Regions from separate parts of the Mus musculus genome. Here region 1 is linked to region 2. The links are chromatin contacts, called in public Hi-C maps. All regions are on one chromosome and are shown on one strand. The core of a region is the stretch at or near the end of the contact, and the rest is flanking DNA. Distances in the headings are between cores, read along the strand shown.

Evidence for each region. Hi-C and Micro-C count contacts between places; a contact is called where the count stands out from the background.
Region 1: a Hi-C map of rod photoreceptor shows a contact between it and region 2, with 7 times the contacts expected there. The contact joins the promoter of Lmbrd1 here to the enhancer-like site in region 2.

The regions. Positions count from the first base shown.
Region 1 is chr1:24,675,679-24,682,442 of GRCm38.p6, forward strand. Lmbrd1 (LMBR1 domain containing 1) reads left to right here and starts at 2,866. Exons shown (of 16, transcript NM_026719.2): 1 at 2,866-3,138. The coding sequence starts at 3,079.
Region 2 is chr1:23,251,270-23,258,962 of GRCm38.p6, forward strand. No RefSeq gene overlaps it. Among named protein-coding and RNA genes, the nearest start is that of Mir30a, 17 kb to the right of the region's middle. Within about 2 kb of position 5,647, at least 346 of the 459 cell types and tissues checked have an H3K27ac peak or open chromatin away from gene starts, as enhancers often do. A contact at or near this core is called in rod photoreceptor, where this site is marked.

The DNA of each region.
Region 1 (6,764 bases), core at 1,616-4,115, 1.4 Mb after region 2:
TTACTTGCCTAGAATTTCCCATACAGTCAGCTTTACAACCTAATTCAGAGCTTTGAATTTAAATTATGCACTCTTCCATGCTGCTGACTGAGAGAAATGTATGCATATTTGTGTACACAGTTTTGGCAATCCTTTGCTAAAAAAATAACTAACGGATTAGAAGCAATCTCATATGACAGAAATCCATAGTCTGGATCTGAAACATGAGGCAAACACTTGAGTACTGAAGGAGATGGAATCCCCAGAATGCAGTGCTTTGGGGAGGTGGAAAGACCACAGAAAGTGGGTCCTAATGAAAATTAGGCCACCAAAGGCATGACCTTTGAGAGGTGTCTTAGTTAGAGTTTCATTGCTGTGAAGAGATACCGCAGCGACTCTTATAAAAAAAAACACTAAATTGGGGCTGGCTTCCAGTTTCAGAGGTTTAGCCCATTATCATCATGGTGGGAAGCATGGCAGTACGCAGGCAGAGATAATGCTGGAGGAGCTGAGGGTTTTACATCTTGATCCACGCAGGCAGCAAAATGAGACTGGGAGCCCCAGTGGGTGTAGCTTGAGCATAGGAGACCTCAAAGCCCCTCCCCCACACAATACATCACACTTCCTCCAACAAGGCTACACCTACTCCAACAAGGCCACACCTCCTAACAGTGTCACTCCCTATGGGCCCAGCAAGCATTCAAACACATGAGTTTATTGGAGCCATATCTATTTAAACCTGTGGGGAAAGCCTGCAAATGAAAGGGATAGTCTACCATGTCGGGTCGGGATAGCTCCTCTGATCTCCACACAAAATGGAAGACTTCCTTCACCAGCAAGGCTTCCCTTTCTGGAACCTTGTCTGAGGAATCCAGTTTCTCTCATCTTCTACCTCTCTCTCTCTCTCTCTCTCTCTCTCTCTTTCTCTCTGCTCATATATAGTCCTTCTCTGCCCTGAATAAAGTGTACGCATACAAGCCCTCCCTGAAGAAAGGTATGTACACAAGCTAAGATGGTCTAAGAGAGCTATTCATCAAAATCCTTGGAGAAGGCCTTCTCCCTGGCACCTGCTCACACTAGACTGGAGTCCTGTAGACCCCACTGGTTCCGAATGCTGCTTCATCCTTCAAACCTGGTGTGTATCAGCTGTGTCTGGATACTTTAGAGAGGAAACAGAGGAGGTAGAACTACAAAACCACCACAAGTGGACTCAGTCGCTTCCTCTATTTTTGTTCTTCAGCTGCCATGAGGTAAAGTTTTTCTCTACCACACAGTCTTACATAATATACCATGTAAGACACCATGAGTCAAAGCAATAGATTGGATAACCATGGGTTCTAACCTCTGAAATCATAAACCATAATAAGACTTATAAATTGATTATCTCAAGTACTTTCACTTAGTGATGGACAACTGCCTAATGGAAGAGGTCTCAAGGAACCTATTTGAAAATGGACATAATACTACGATATAGAGAAAGGTGTTGTCTGATTCATACCAATGTGGAATGGGATCTGAATCCTATGGAAATATGCAAAAGTAAGTTATTTGTTCCATGGCAGAATTAGGGAAATGCAGCTTCAGGAGGAACAGCTTGTGCTCACAAAATTACTGATTATGTGATCGTTTTCAAAGAGGATTTGGGCCATTGAAGACAACAGGGATGACTGGTCTCAGGTGGTTTTTGATATCTCCTCTAACCAGCAAGCCTACTACAGAAGGGTTAAAAGGCATTGGCTCAAGAAGTAAAGCACAAGCATGACTTGTTGGTGATGCACTTGGGGACACACATGAGATCTCAGAGACGGACACACACTTCCACCAGAGAGTTTCTGATGGGACCGGTTCATATAAAACACATTCTGTTTCCACTTTCTTCTCATTTCGACACTTCTACCCAACCCTTAACTACTGCAGACTTCCAGTCAGAAATAAGACCAAGGTGAGTAATAATATCACAGCAGAATAAACTATAGCGACGATGGAGTTCATCCATAAACTGTTTTGACTGCATCCTAAGTGTCTTAGTGTCCTAAGGATGGAAGTGTTTATTGGGTTCACAGTGCAAGGTTTCAGCGCATTGTTGTGGTGATGTTATAGACAGCAGGAACTAGAGGTGGCTACTCACATCCAAGGTCAAGCGCACACAGCAATGAGTTATGCACGCATGCTAAGTAAGTCTTCAGTTCTGGTCCAGGGATGTGGAAATGTTACCACCCACATTCAGGGTGGGGCTTCTCACCTCAGCCCAATTAAAGGAAAAAATCCCTCACAAGCCCACAGGACAATGTATTCGAGACAATTTGTCACTGAGTCTTCCGAGATGGTTCTGCATTGTATCAAGCCCACAGACAAACGTCCACAATCAAAACTAAATATCACGCCGGGGTTTGTTTATTCAATTTAAATACACACTAATACACCACGGGACCCAGGCAAGCATCCCAGGTTTTCCCTCAGCTTCACATAAGATTTACAACAATCTCTGTTTTGTTCACTTGAGCATATTATTAGCACCTACAGTTCATAGACTCGGACATTTTAATTGTATGAAACCATCATGGAAATTCACAGGTACGCGCAGATGGAAAAAACAAAACAAAACGAAACATCACGTGGTAGCACAGTGCCGTCAAGCAATGACGTGACCTGGTCATCAGCAAATTATAAAGTCATCTGGGCAGATGACATTCTTTTATTCTGAGTCATTCCTGCACCAGGATGACTTCTGATTGCATAATGGGATCAAAACCTTGTTTTTGGAAGCAATGAAAACCCGTAATGTCACTCTACATTCAGAGGCACAGACACAGCCCTGCCTCCGTAAAGCTCCTAGAGTGCCAGCAAGATCAAGTGGCACGCAGGCCGCGCGTGGGCGGGCAGCGTGGTGACGTCACGGTGCGTCGGGTGCGCCCCGCCTCGGCTCGGCTGGTCGCCAGGGGACGCTCGCGGGCCGGGTCTCCTTGGCAACCCTCCGCTCTGCCCCTCCGCCCCTTTAACCTTTAGGCTGCGCAGTTCCGGGTCCCTCTTCGTTCCGTCCCGTCCCGTCCCGTGCCTTCCCTCCCCACCCCTTTGGGCTTATCCGGACCGGAAGCGAAGATGGCGGCGGCGGCGGCCGAGCTGGTGATCGGCTGGTGCATCTTCGGCCTCTTGCTCCTGGTAGGGGAGGCGCTCCGAGTTCTCCCAGGGTGAGGGGGTGGGAGGAGGAGGAGGGCGGGCCAGCGCTGGCCTCGCCTGTCGGGGACCCTCCTCGCCCGCCCTGCTCTCTGCTGGGTCCGCGAGGGTCTCCGGAGGAAGGCGAAGAGGCGCTGATCCTCCGCGGTCTCCTTCCTAACTTCAGCCAGCTTCTGTCTCTTGTCTGAGAATGTAGCTGGCGGGTGAGTTTGGGGACGAGCGACCCTCGGGGTGGAGAAAGGCGTGATCACGGCTTGAATTGGAGTCCTCACCGCCTCTGGGCCAGGCTTCTGGGCTCTGACAGAATCAATTGTTTATTTGTTTAAATGCCTCCTTCCCCCCCCGCCCCCCCTTGTTTCCCCGCGCCCATTGTGCGATTCTGCCTTGATGACGTGAGTGTCACGTTCTAGGTATTACATTCCACTTAGAACGCTGTAGAGCCGCTTGGCCAGGCGGGAGGTTATTACCTGTCTGACCTCAGGTGCCTTCTTTTCCAGACTTCTCTGATCATTGGGTGCACAAAACCCAACTGTAGTGACTCAGAGTGACCTGGTTGTTACTTTCTGACTTCGTTTAGTTTGCTTCTCTTATGACATTTCATATTGTCAAATCCTTCCCCACTCTACAAAGACTTCAGTCCTATGGTCAGTTAGTGTTTGCATTTTGAAACTCGTCCGATGTGTTTCAGATTCCCTATACTGACCCTTGGGTAGTTTGTTCAGGTAGTCAAGTTTTTCAGTTTTTCATCAGGTAGCGCGCGCACGCGCGCACACACACACACACACAGAGATACAGACACACACACAGACACACACACGCACACGACACTTGCCTTGCATGTTCAGGAACCCTAAATTCAGTCTTAGTACTGGCATGCTCCCTTCACTTTAACAAATCCCATTGCCCTGGGCCATGCTTAGCTTGTGTCCTGGAGGGAGGCTATCTAGCCCTGTACTAGGAGAGAATTCACTGGCTTTCCCAGCCCATATGTTTAGTGAAAAATAAGCATGTTACCAGCAGGAACGTAGAGTTGGAGTATCTTGATTAATGAAAAAGCATTTAAAGCACAGTAGTTTTACTGTGGATACAGTAGTTTTATCTAGGAGGATACAAACAAAATAATAAGTGGCTTTTTAAGAGGGGGCTGATCATAAGTTAGGAAATAGAGATCTTAAGCATTGAAAGAGAAAATATGATTTTATAAGGGAAATAGGACTTGGGAGAGGATACTGTTGGAAGAAAGTGCCAGTGGAAAAGTAGCCTTTGGATAGTTTGTGGCCTTGAATCAGGAACAACCCGGCAGTAGAGAAGTACTGTTGCGAGGTGCAAAATGTGATTTACTAAAAATTAAACGGACAGTGGTGGCACACGCCTTTAATCCCAGCACTTGGGAGTCAGAGGCAGGTGGATTTCTGAGTTCAAGGCCAGCCTGGTCTACAGAGTGAGTTCCAGGACAGCCACAGATACACAGAGAAACTCTGTCTCAAAAAACAAACAAAACAAAAAACAACAACAAAAACCCCCAAACAAACAAAAATTACTGTCAGTCTGTTTAGTGCTTGGCTTATTAGAAAGGAGCTGTATTCATGTCTGCTTTTCGTTCTGTCTTCAAGAAAGTTATTTTGGTTGAAGTGTGTGTACAAAACCTAGTCAGAAGTAGAGGACTGTTTTGGTAGCTGGAGATGTTCTTTGTGATTGCACCAAAAGCTAGCACATACCAGTTTCTTCAGGTTCTGTGGCAGTGTGCAATCTAAAACCGAGAGCGTTGTCTTCCCTTACGTTCAAGGCCATGAGTCCGACTAAGTGCTGAGGGGAGCTTTTGCCCATTCCTGGCTCTGTTTTGTGATCTCTGTTTGCTACTTAGGAGCTAGTGGTAACTCGCAGTTCATCTCCTAAATATGGATATACTGAATTAGGCAGCATCATATATTACACTTATTAAACACAGATCTGGTCAGAAATGTCCTGAGAAGTCCTAAGTATTGAAAAGTTGTCAAGCTCACACTACTGTGTTCAAGCTTTCCAAGTTTCTAAATGTCACTCAAAAGCTTGAGGTTTTAAATTACACTTTAGGGCTGGAGAGATGGCTCAGCAGTTAAGAGCGCTGACTGCTCTTCCAGAGGTCCTGAGTTCAATTCCCAGCAACCACATGGTGGCTCACAACCATCTGTAATGAGGACCCGATGCCCTCTTCTGGTGTCTCTGAGGACAGCGATAGTGTGCTCACATACATGAAATAAATAAATCAATCTTTAAAAAATATATGTTAAATTACACTTTATTCATTTGTATGGTTTGTATGTGTGTTGTTCCTGGGGCTGGGGTGGAGTCAGTGCAGGTGTGTGTGTGCATGTGTTCATGCATGAGAGAGTGCACCGCAATGTGTGGGTGGAGGCCAGAGGACAACTTCCTTCTATTTATGGGTCTTGGGAACAAGCTCAGCTCTGACACCAACATCTATGCTGGTTAAACCCTCTGTAGGTTTTGTAAGTGATATTTCATTTTTGTTCATTTGAGAAGTACCACTAAAAACCAAAGTCTAAGTCACTTTAGTTTCAGTTGTTTTTTCAAATAAAGAATGCTGTTGTGTCAGGAAGATTGGCTTTCAGCTCTAAGAGTTTTAAGGAACCTTGTCTGGTAACCACCATCATACTTTGCTATAGAGTGGGACATTATACGTCCTTTTTTATTTTATTTTTTTAAGATTTATTTATTTATTATATGTAAGTGCACTGTAGCTGTCTTCAGATGTACCAGAAGAGGGCGTCAGATCTCATTACAGGTGGCTGTGAACCACCATGTGATTGCTGGGATTTCAACTCAGGACCTCTGGAAGAGTAGTTAGTGCTCTTAACCTCTGAGCCATCTCTCCAGCCCCTATACGTCCTTTTTTATCTTACCGAACAGAGGTCAAAACTTACAGGTTGAAATTTAATAAAATGAATTTTTATTGTTTCATCAAACAAAGTAATAAGTAGTTGTGTTGTTGTATTTGTGTGTAGTGGTGAAGAATGCAAAAGCAAGGACAGTTAGGGTCTTGTTTCATGATAATATGCCAGCAGTCCCCACGAAATCCCCTTTAAATCATGTGCCCAAATGTCAGAATTGCTTTTTAAAATGTATGTCTTAGTTAGGGTTTCTATTGCTGTGATGAAATACCATGCCCAAAAGGCAACTTGAGGAGGAAAGGGTTTATTTAGCTTACATTTCTACAGCACTGTTCGTCATTGAAAGAAGTCAGGACAGGAACTCAAGCAGGGCAGGAAGCTGGAGGCAGAGACTGATGCAGAGGCCATGGAGGGGTGCTGCTTTCTAGCTTGTCCTCACAGCTTGTTCCTCTTGTCTTGCTCAGCCTACTTATGAAACTAAAGTCCACCACCCGAGGGATGGCCCCACCCAAGATGAGCCGGGCCCTCCCACATTGATCACTAATTAAGAAAATGCCTTACAGCTGGATCTGATGGAGGCATAATTTGTATGTCAAGTTGACATAAACTTAGCCAGAACAGTGGCAAATAACATATTATTATGAGAATAGTTTTCAATTTTTGAATATCCAAAAATTGTCCTAGAAACACATAGTGTCTGGGGACTTTATACTTTGAAAACAA
Region 2 (7,693 bases), core at 4,397-6,896:
ACATAATTGCAGAGAAAAAAAGCATGAAAGCTCAAGTTCTGCAATCTTCTAAGTCAATATTAGGCAAAATGAGTTTTTTTTTAAATTACTTTAAATCTTTGTAAAATGAGCCTAGTGGTGGTAGCACACACCTTTAATCCCAGCACTTTGGAGACAGAGGTAAATGGATCTCTGTGAGTCTGAGACCACCCTGGTCTCGGTTAGTTCCAGGACAGCTAAGGTTATACAGAGAAACCCTGCCTTAAAAAAAATCATTTAAAAATTATTCTAACACCCCTTTTCAAGTTTTTATTTCTGGTGTTTTCTGACTCCCTGTTGCAGTACTTTCTTTCAGGAGGTGTGGTCAAACATCTATTTATCCCAGAAAGGACTTCAATTACTAACTGAAAAATTATTCCTCCCCAGGCTGGCTTGATGAACGTGGATGATTCAGGTTCCTGCATTGCATAAAGCCCACCACAGTACACGACTGCTAGGACAGTACAGAGATGCATCATCCCTTACCATACCAAGCTTGTATGACTGCCCTATTCATATTTTCTTTCCATGCAAGTCATCCTCAGACAGATCATTCCCAACTGGCTGTCTCTTCTCTCAACTGCTTCTCATGGACTCATCTTTGGTTTCTTTGGTCAGTCTATTTAGGCATCATTCATATTGTGTGATATTTTCTCCCTGGGGAGTCAAGAACAAACATCTATTGAGAAAACAGAGTAGCAAGAACAGACCAAAGAAATGATTTCCCAGTGTCTAGTTTGGTTTACCAAGGGCAAGCTTACATAAGTTAGGCAGTTTGTCACCAAATAGGCCACTCCAACATGAAGGATGACTTATGGAAGCTGGGTCAATGGAACTCCCTGCCCAGTGAATATTCTGGTATCTATTCCTCAGAACAGTCTCCTCTCTAATAGCAATGTTTTACTGCTTATATAAGCAGAGGAACTTGTAAGTCCTGTAAGTTTCATGAACTTCCTGAGACTTTTGAACTTTCCTTTTCCTACCTGCAGGGAATTTTACAGTTCAAACAAAAGGGTTACACAACCATCTGAGAAAGTTTTTGAGAAGTGTGTTCTGTAGTTCTATTAGACTATGATAAATTACAGAAAGATCCTTAATATTGTCCTCACTCCACATGAGCTGCATTTAGCACATCATACCCAGGTGCCATGTACAGTTCAAAATATGCTATTCATCCATTTATCTACATATTTTAAAACACAGCACACAGTGAGAAAACAGCATGATTAAACTCAAGATTTCATGAAAAAAATGTAATTTTCATAAAAGGAGAGTTAAAGGATCTGGTATTTTGCCTCACAAAGGCAATTGTCCTTCATCCATGTCAGAAATAGAAAGACAAATGGAACTAATTATTTTTCTATTCTCTCTGCAGATATTATTTCATTATTACTAACAACATCATTTCCATATGAATGATTTGGATTTAGTGAATTGGAGACAAGTCATGTGGAAGTCGGTTTTGTCCAAGACACAAAAACACAGACATTTCAATAATCAGAATTCAGTTGTTCATTATGCTCAGTGATGGTGCAGCCTCAAGATGATTGCACCTTAAATAGGAAATAATTACACAAAATATTGTGGTTAGTAATAGTTCTTCCAACAGGTGAATCAGCTTAGAAAAGATCTTTATTTATGTATTAAAACTATCTTTATGGGCTGGGCGTGGTGGCACATGCCTTTAATCCCAGCACTCGGGAGGCAGAGGCAGGCAGATCTCTGAGTTTGAGGCCAGCCTGGTCTACAGAGTGAGTTCCAGGACAGCCAGGGCTACACAGAGAAACCCTGTCTAGAAAAAAAACAAAAAACAACAAAAAAAGTATCTTTACAAATACTATTGCTAATCTGAAAGTCTCAGTTATTATGGTAAACATTTAAATATATGTTAAAGCCAATAGCTCTCCCTCACACTTTAACTCTACTGTTAAATCCATCACAATGGATAATTGATAAGAAAATCACTGTAGAAAACTACAAAAAACATCACCCTGCAAATGATACAGTACCTATTACCCAGATAACTTAGGAAAGAGTCACTGTTTATAATAACTGTGTGTGACCCTAGAGATTAGTGAGACATTACCAAACACTGTCTTTGGTATATTAAGTCATGTATATTTCCCATAATTTTCACTCAGAAATGTGTACACACACACACACACAATTAGTTGAAAATAACTGAGGGTTGAATTACATTTAGTAAATTTCACATTCTAGAGTTATCATATGTAGTCTGTTTTAACTAACAATTAAGCTTTTGTACTAGATCAAATGTTTTGAAATTAAGTTAACAGTTTCATTATGACACAAAGACATATATCTAAAAATTCATGTTACTTTCCTCTTTATAAATTAATCACAAAAGTAATTTAGTTCTTGATTATGTGGGTATAAATTTGACACCACTGCTATAATTCTCATGCAAAGCTATGCACATTAGCAGGCCCAGAGTATATTAATCTATATGTATACGGTAAAATTTTCATGAAATTTTAAAGATTATAAATAGAACAGTATTACATTGGCCATTATGATGCATCTTGATTTTGAGACATAGGTTAAGAACCATCAATAATAAAGAATATTTCTAAAGCTGTCTTATTCATAATTCTTCTCCAAAGACATTCTTGTTTTTTAACACTATTTTTATTTCAAAAGAAGAGGAAGTAGGGGGTTGGGGGGGAAACAGGACAGACCTGTGAGAAGTAATGCTCTAGTTGTTTTTTGAGAGAGACAGGTAAGGAAGGAAGGAGGCAAGAGCAGAGCGACAGGGACAGAGAGATGAGAGAGAATGAGATTGATTCTATGAGTCCACTCTTCCTCCAAATGCAGGGTGACAGGACTCTCCAGAGCAGCTGGGAGGACTGGCTCAACGCTGCTGCAGTACCTAACAGAAGTACCGGGGTTTGGTTTTCTAGAATTTGTAGGAGCTTAATTCCTATCTATTTGAAGAGAAAACTGATGGGTCAAAAAAAAAAAAAATACGTGGATGGAAAAACCATGAAGAGCGAGGAAACGTTCATTGGCTGCCGGTGGGCAAATATTGACAGTGAAGTTGAGAAGAATAACAATATGCTTTAGGCCGCATTGCACTTGGCACTGGATCTTACGGAAAACAAAGTGCTTGACAACTATCTTAGCTGGATTGCACCCAGCGAAGCCAGGAGAGCTGGGCATATTGTTCTCTTGTTACAGAGTTAGCCATTAACCAGTGTGCCCCAAATCGGGCCACAACTTGGATCTTTTTGACAAAAACTAAGTCTTGGATATCATCCTTTCTCTTCAAGGTAGTCACAGTGACTTTCTGTAAAATAAGGGTGGTAACAAAATACTTTTTCTTGTTTGACACACTCTCTCTCTCTCTCTCTCTCTCTCTTTCTCCTTCCTTCCCTCCCCCCTCCCCCATTTGCTTCACTTTACAGATCATTCTTTCAGAGTCATCAAAACAACTTATGTAAAGGCCCAGGTCACATGTACAAATATTTTTAAAAAGCAGTTTATTGTCAAAATTAATAGGGGATGGCAGCTCTTTGAAGTACACAAATAGATAAAAGTTTTATTCTAAATTATGCAAATATGTGTTACAGAATATTTTTTTCATTATCATGTGGTCCACTTTTAGAAAGGAAGTCAATAAAACTATTGACTTCATAGAAAATGAAAATTGAGTAATTCTGGCTGAGGTAGTTTGGATAAAGTGTTTGTCTCAAGTTTGAATCCTCATTCCATAGTTAGTAATGCTGTTTGGGGAGGCTTAGGAAGTGTGGCCCTATTGGAGGAGGTATTTCTCTGGAAGCTGGCTTTAAGAACACAGCGTTCCTTGCTGTTTTGAGTTGCCTTTCTTTCCTTCCCGCTTGGGGCTTAAGATCTGAGTCCTCAGCTTCTGTTCCTGCCACCTGCTACCCCGGCCCCCAACTCTGTCATCATGAACTCTTATCCCAAGTGGAACTGCGAGCCCAAAGTAATCCTCCTGAAAGTTGACTTGGTCCTGGTGGGTTTTCACAGCAAGCACGTACTAGCTATAGAAAATAAGCAAACATCTATGCTGCTTCTATGTAGTGCGACTTTGACCGCCATCTTAAACTAATGCCTTTTATAGGTAGCCAGAGATATCTTACAAATATATCCTCTGTATCTATACGCTTCTATTCAGGTATTTCACTCAAGTCTCACTGAATATAGTTTGTGCGACTTTGTTTTAGAAATAAGATTCTCAACTGGATACTGTGATGAGCTTTTGATGCCAGCACTCAGGAGGCTGAGGGAAGAGGATATTGGGTTAAAGCAGATTGAATTACACAGAAAGGCCCCATCTCAAAACAGCAACATAACAATAAGGTTCACTTTTTAAGTCCTAAATGCAATTTTCCTTTAGGAAAAGAAAAATCATATATGCCACTAATGGTCTGGATTTTTATTAGAACAGAAACTAGCAGGTTTGAGATACCTGGTGCTCTGGCTAATTCTTTAAGAACACAGATGTCCAAGACCGCAGAAAAAGCAATTTGAGTGCTGTCTGCTTATGCATTCCGTTTTCTAATGCGAGACGCCTTACTTAACTTTAAAAATTAATAACGTTGATTAATAATGTTCCAACCTATGTGTGCAGCTCTCTTGCATGAGAGCAGTCTGGGTTTGAGGGCGGAGATCTTGCTGAACCTCACAAGCACACGTCACCTGCCTACAATGAGGGCAGTCAGGCTCCAGACCTGCCCAGGCCTACTCCCTCGCGACGCTGCCCGGCCCGACTGGACTTGCTCTGGGCGGCAGGATCAGGTCCCACCTCTGGGCTCTGAGCGGTTCGCTCTTCGAGGATCAGGGCGGGTGTGTAGCCGGAGTCGCTTCCTATTGGCCGACTTGCCGGGCGTCCGGACATCTGATTGGACGGCCCCGCCTCCCCACGGGCTGAGCTCATTGGACGGCGCCAGCCGAGGGGGCGGGGCGCGTTCCCCCCGGGTTCTTGAGCGAGCGCGCCGGGCCGCTGAGCCGGGCTGAGGCGCGGGAGCGGGGCTGCGCGGCGGGCTGCGGAGGTAGGGAGCGCGGCGGGCGGCGCGGGTGGTGAGGGCGGCGGGCCCGCGGCTGGCTGCTCGTGCCCCGCGAGCGCCCCGGGCAAGAAGAGCTCGCCGCAGTCCTTGGCGGGCGGGGACGGAGCTGCGGGCGCGCCCAGCCCTCCACTGTCCTGTCAGCCGCGGCCACCACACACACGCACACACAGACACACACATTCACACACGCGCGCGCACACACACACACACACACACACACACACACATACACACACACACACAAAGAGCGCGGCGGCGGTGCGGGGAGGCTCGCCCGGGCCCGCAGCGCTCAGGCCGCGGAGACAATGCGGCGGGCCGGACTCCGCGACGTGCGAGCCGGGAAAAGTTTGAGGCTTCTCCTCAGGCTGGGCCGAGCCGGGCCGCGGCTTTGGGGAGCCGGCTTCGGGACGGGGCCCGCGAGCTCGAGCGCCTGCGCGGCCCGAGGCGTGAGGAGAGCCTTTAATACTTTTTTTTGGAGCGGGCGGGGAGAACAAATACAAGTGCGGTCGGGCGAGAGGCGCTGGCGTGCCGCTGACGCGGGGACGGTATCCGTGGGAACCTCTCGGGGGCGAAGGCTGTCCGGGGCCTGGCGGGGGCGGGGTGGAGAGGTTAGAAGGTCGCAGAGCTGCGCTGCTTGCGACTGGCTCTGCTTGACCTTGGACCAATGATTTAACCGCTTAGATCACCTCGTGGGTGATCTCGGAGGCGACAGCCGCTCGAGTCTTGTAGCTTTGAAATGTGTCTCCGATGGAGATTTTTTTTTTTCTTTTCTTTTCTTTTTTCTCCAAGCCTCGTTGTGGTGCGGGAGTTGTGAAATGGTAGGCCGGGATATATTTATATGCACCCGGGACTCACCCTTCAGCCTTTCTCAGAAGTAACTTTTAAGTCGGGTGGCTTAAACACACCGATCCTTCCAGAGTGCAAAATAAGGTATCCATTACTTTATTTGCAATTCTTAAGACTGGTCTAGATACCCTGTTCGAAGTCCTTGAAGTCCTAGGGCCAGGACAGAACCAATCCTGAGGGTGAAGTGGCAGGTGCCCCCAGCAAGCCCTTCTCCAGGCATTTTGGAGAAGCGTGAAGTATTTATTATGCAAAGGAGAGCATAAACCAGGGCAGGCGTTTGTGTTTATGGCGTTGGTTTCTGTATCACTGGTTTCTACTGAAAAGTTTTGTTGAAGGGTGAGGTGTTGGTGGGGAGGGGTCTCCGGTGACAAGAGAAGGAGAAGAAAACTTTATTTGTAATCCAAGTAAATCTTAAAAGTAATGTTAAGTCTCCCTTGCGGGCAGGCACGGTAGCAATGCTAGTACATCTTGATCTAATTTTAATGAAGGATTGAAAATAGCCACCGTGTTCATATCACTGACGCCAAGTCAGCTCACTTACATAATCATCTTTGTTGAGATGTGTTAGTGCTGTGTATAATTTCAAAGAATAATTACAAAGTTTGTTCTGACACTGTCGTTGAACTATTATCATTTGAGATATGTAAAATAATGAAATCTTAACTTTTGGTTATCAGATAACCTACATTTTTCCATCAAAGTAAAACCAAACCTTGCTATGAACAGAACTCATGTAAATACTGCATATATATGTTATGGCAATGTATAAAGAATGTATTGGCTCTGTATGTACATGTTCAAGTACCACAGTTTTCTCACTTTGTGAGAGTGCCGCTTTTATAGCAGGTGCTCCGCTGGCTATTTTCTCCCCACCATGGAGCTTAGAAGCTTATAAACAATGCAAGTTTGTAAGTTAGATATTCAGCATATATTTGCTCACAAAAAATATCCAGTGCCCAGATAAAAATAATAAAAAGTCCACTCCACCCATTCTTAAAAAGAATTATTACCATGCTTTTCTGGAAAGAAGGGAGAGATAGCAAAGAAAAAATTTACAGAAAAATTCTTGTATCTAGCCTGAAAGTTTATGGCTTAAAATAGGAATGCATATTTAAAGACAAAGACAACTGGCAGTGTTTCTAGGAGAATGATAACAACGTTGAATTAACATAATACACTTCATGACCTAGTTTTATTTGAACATGAGCCATTGAAGAGGTGTGTTTCTTAAATAATCAGTGGCTGTTTGCATTGATTGGATGTCTAATTAAATGTTGTAATCATAACTATAATATTTCACTTGAGTGCTGCCTCATTTTTAAATTCATTTAGAAAATAACAGGAAAGCTTTCAATTTATTTGTAAGAAGGAATATTTTTAAAATCAAGTAAATACTCAGTGAGAAAAAAAATCTCAAATCTTATACCAAATGTAAATTAAACATCAAAAATAGCATCTTGCCAAAGTCTGTGCCCTAGACAAGCACTGGATGTGGAAAAGATCCATTGTGGACTATAGTTGAGACTTGCTTTGTAGCATCAGGAGAATACTAAGGTCTTAACACTGGGAGCTGGAACACTTACTGTAGAATTTGTGTTCTTTAGTCAGGTTTCCTAGTTGTGCAGCAGTGTCAGAGTTGGGAACAGTATATCTCAGGGTGTGCTCTTTATAGACAGGTTTCAAGGTGCACTTGCAGAACTTGTAAAACATCACACTATTGAGTATCTCAAATTAGATTGTTTGTGAATGGAACCTGAATCTGTATTCAGAAACTCCTTTCA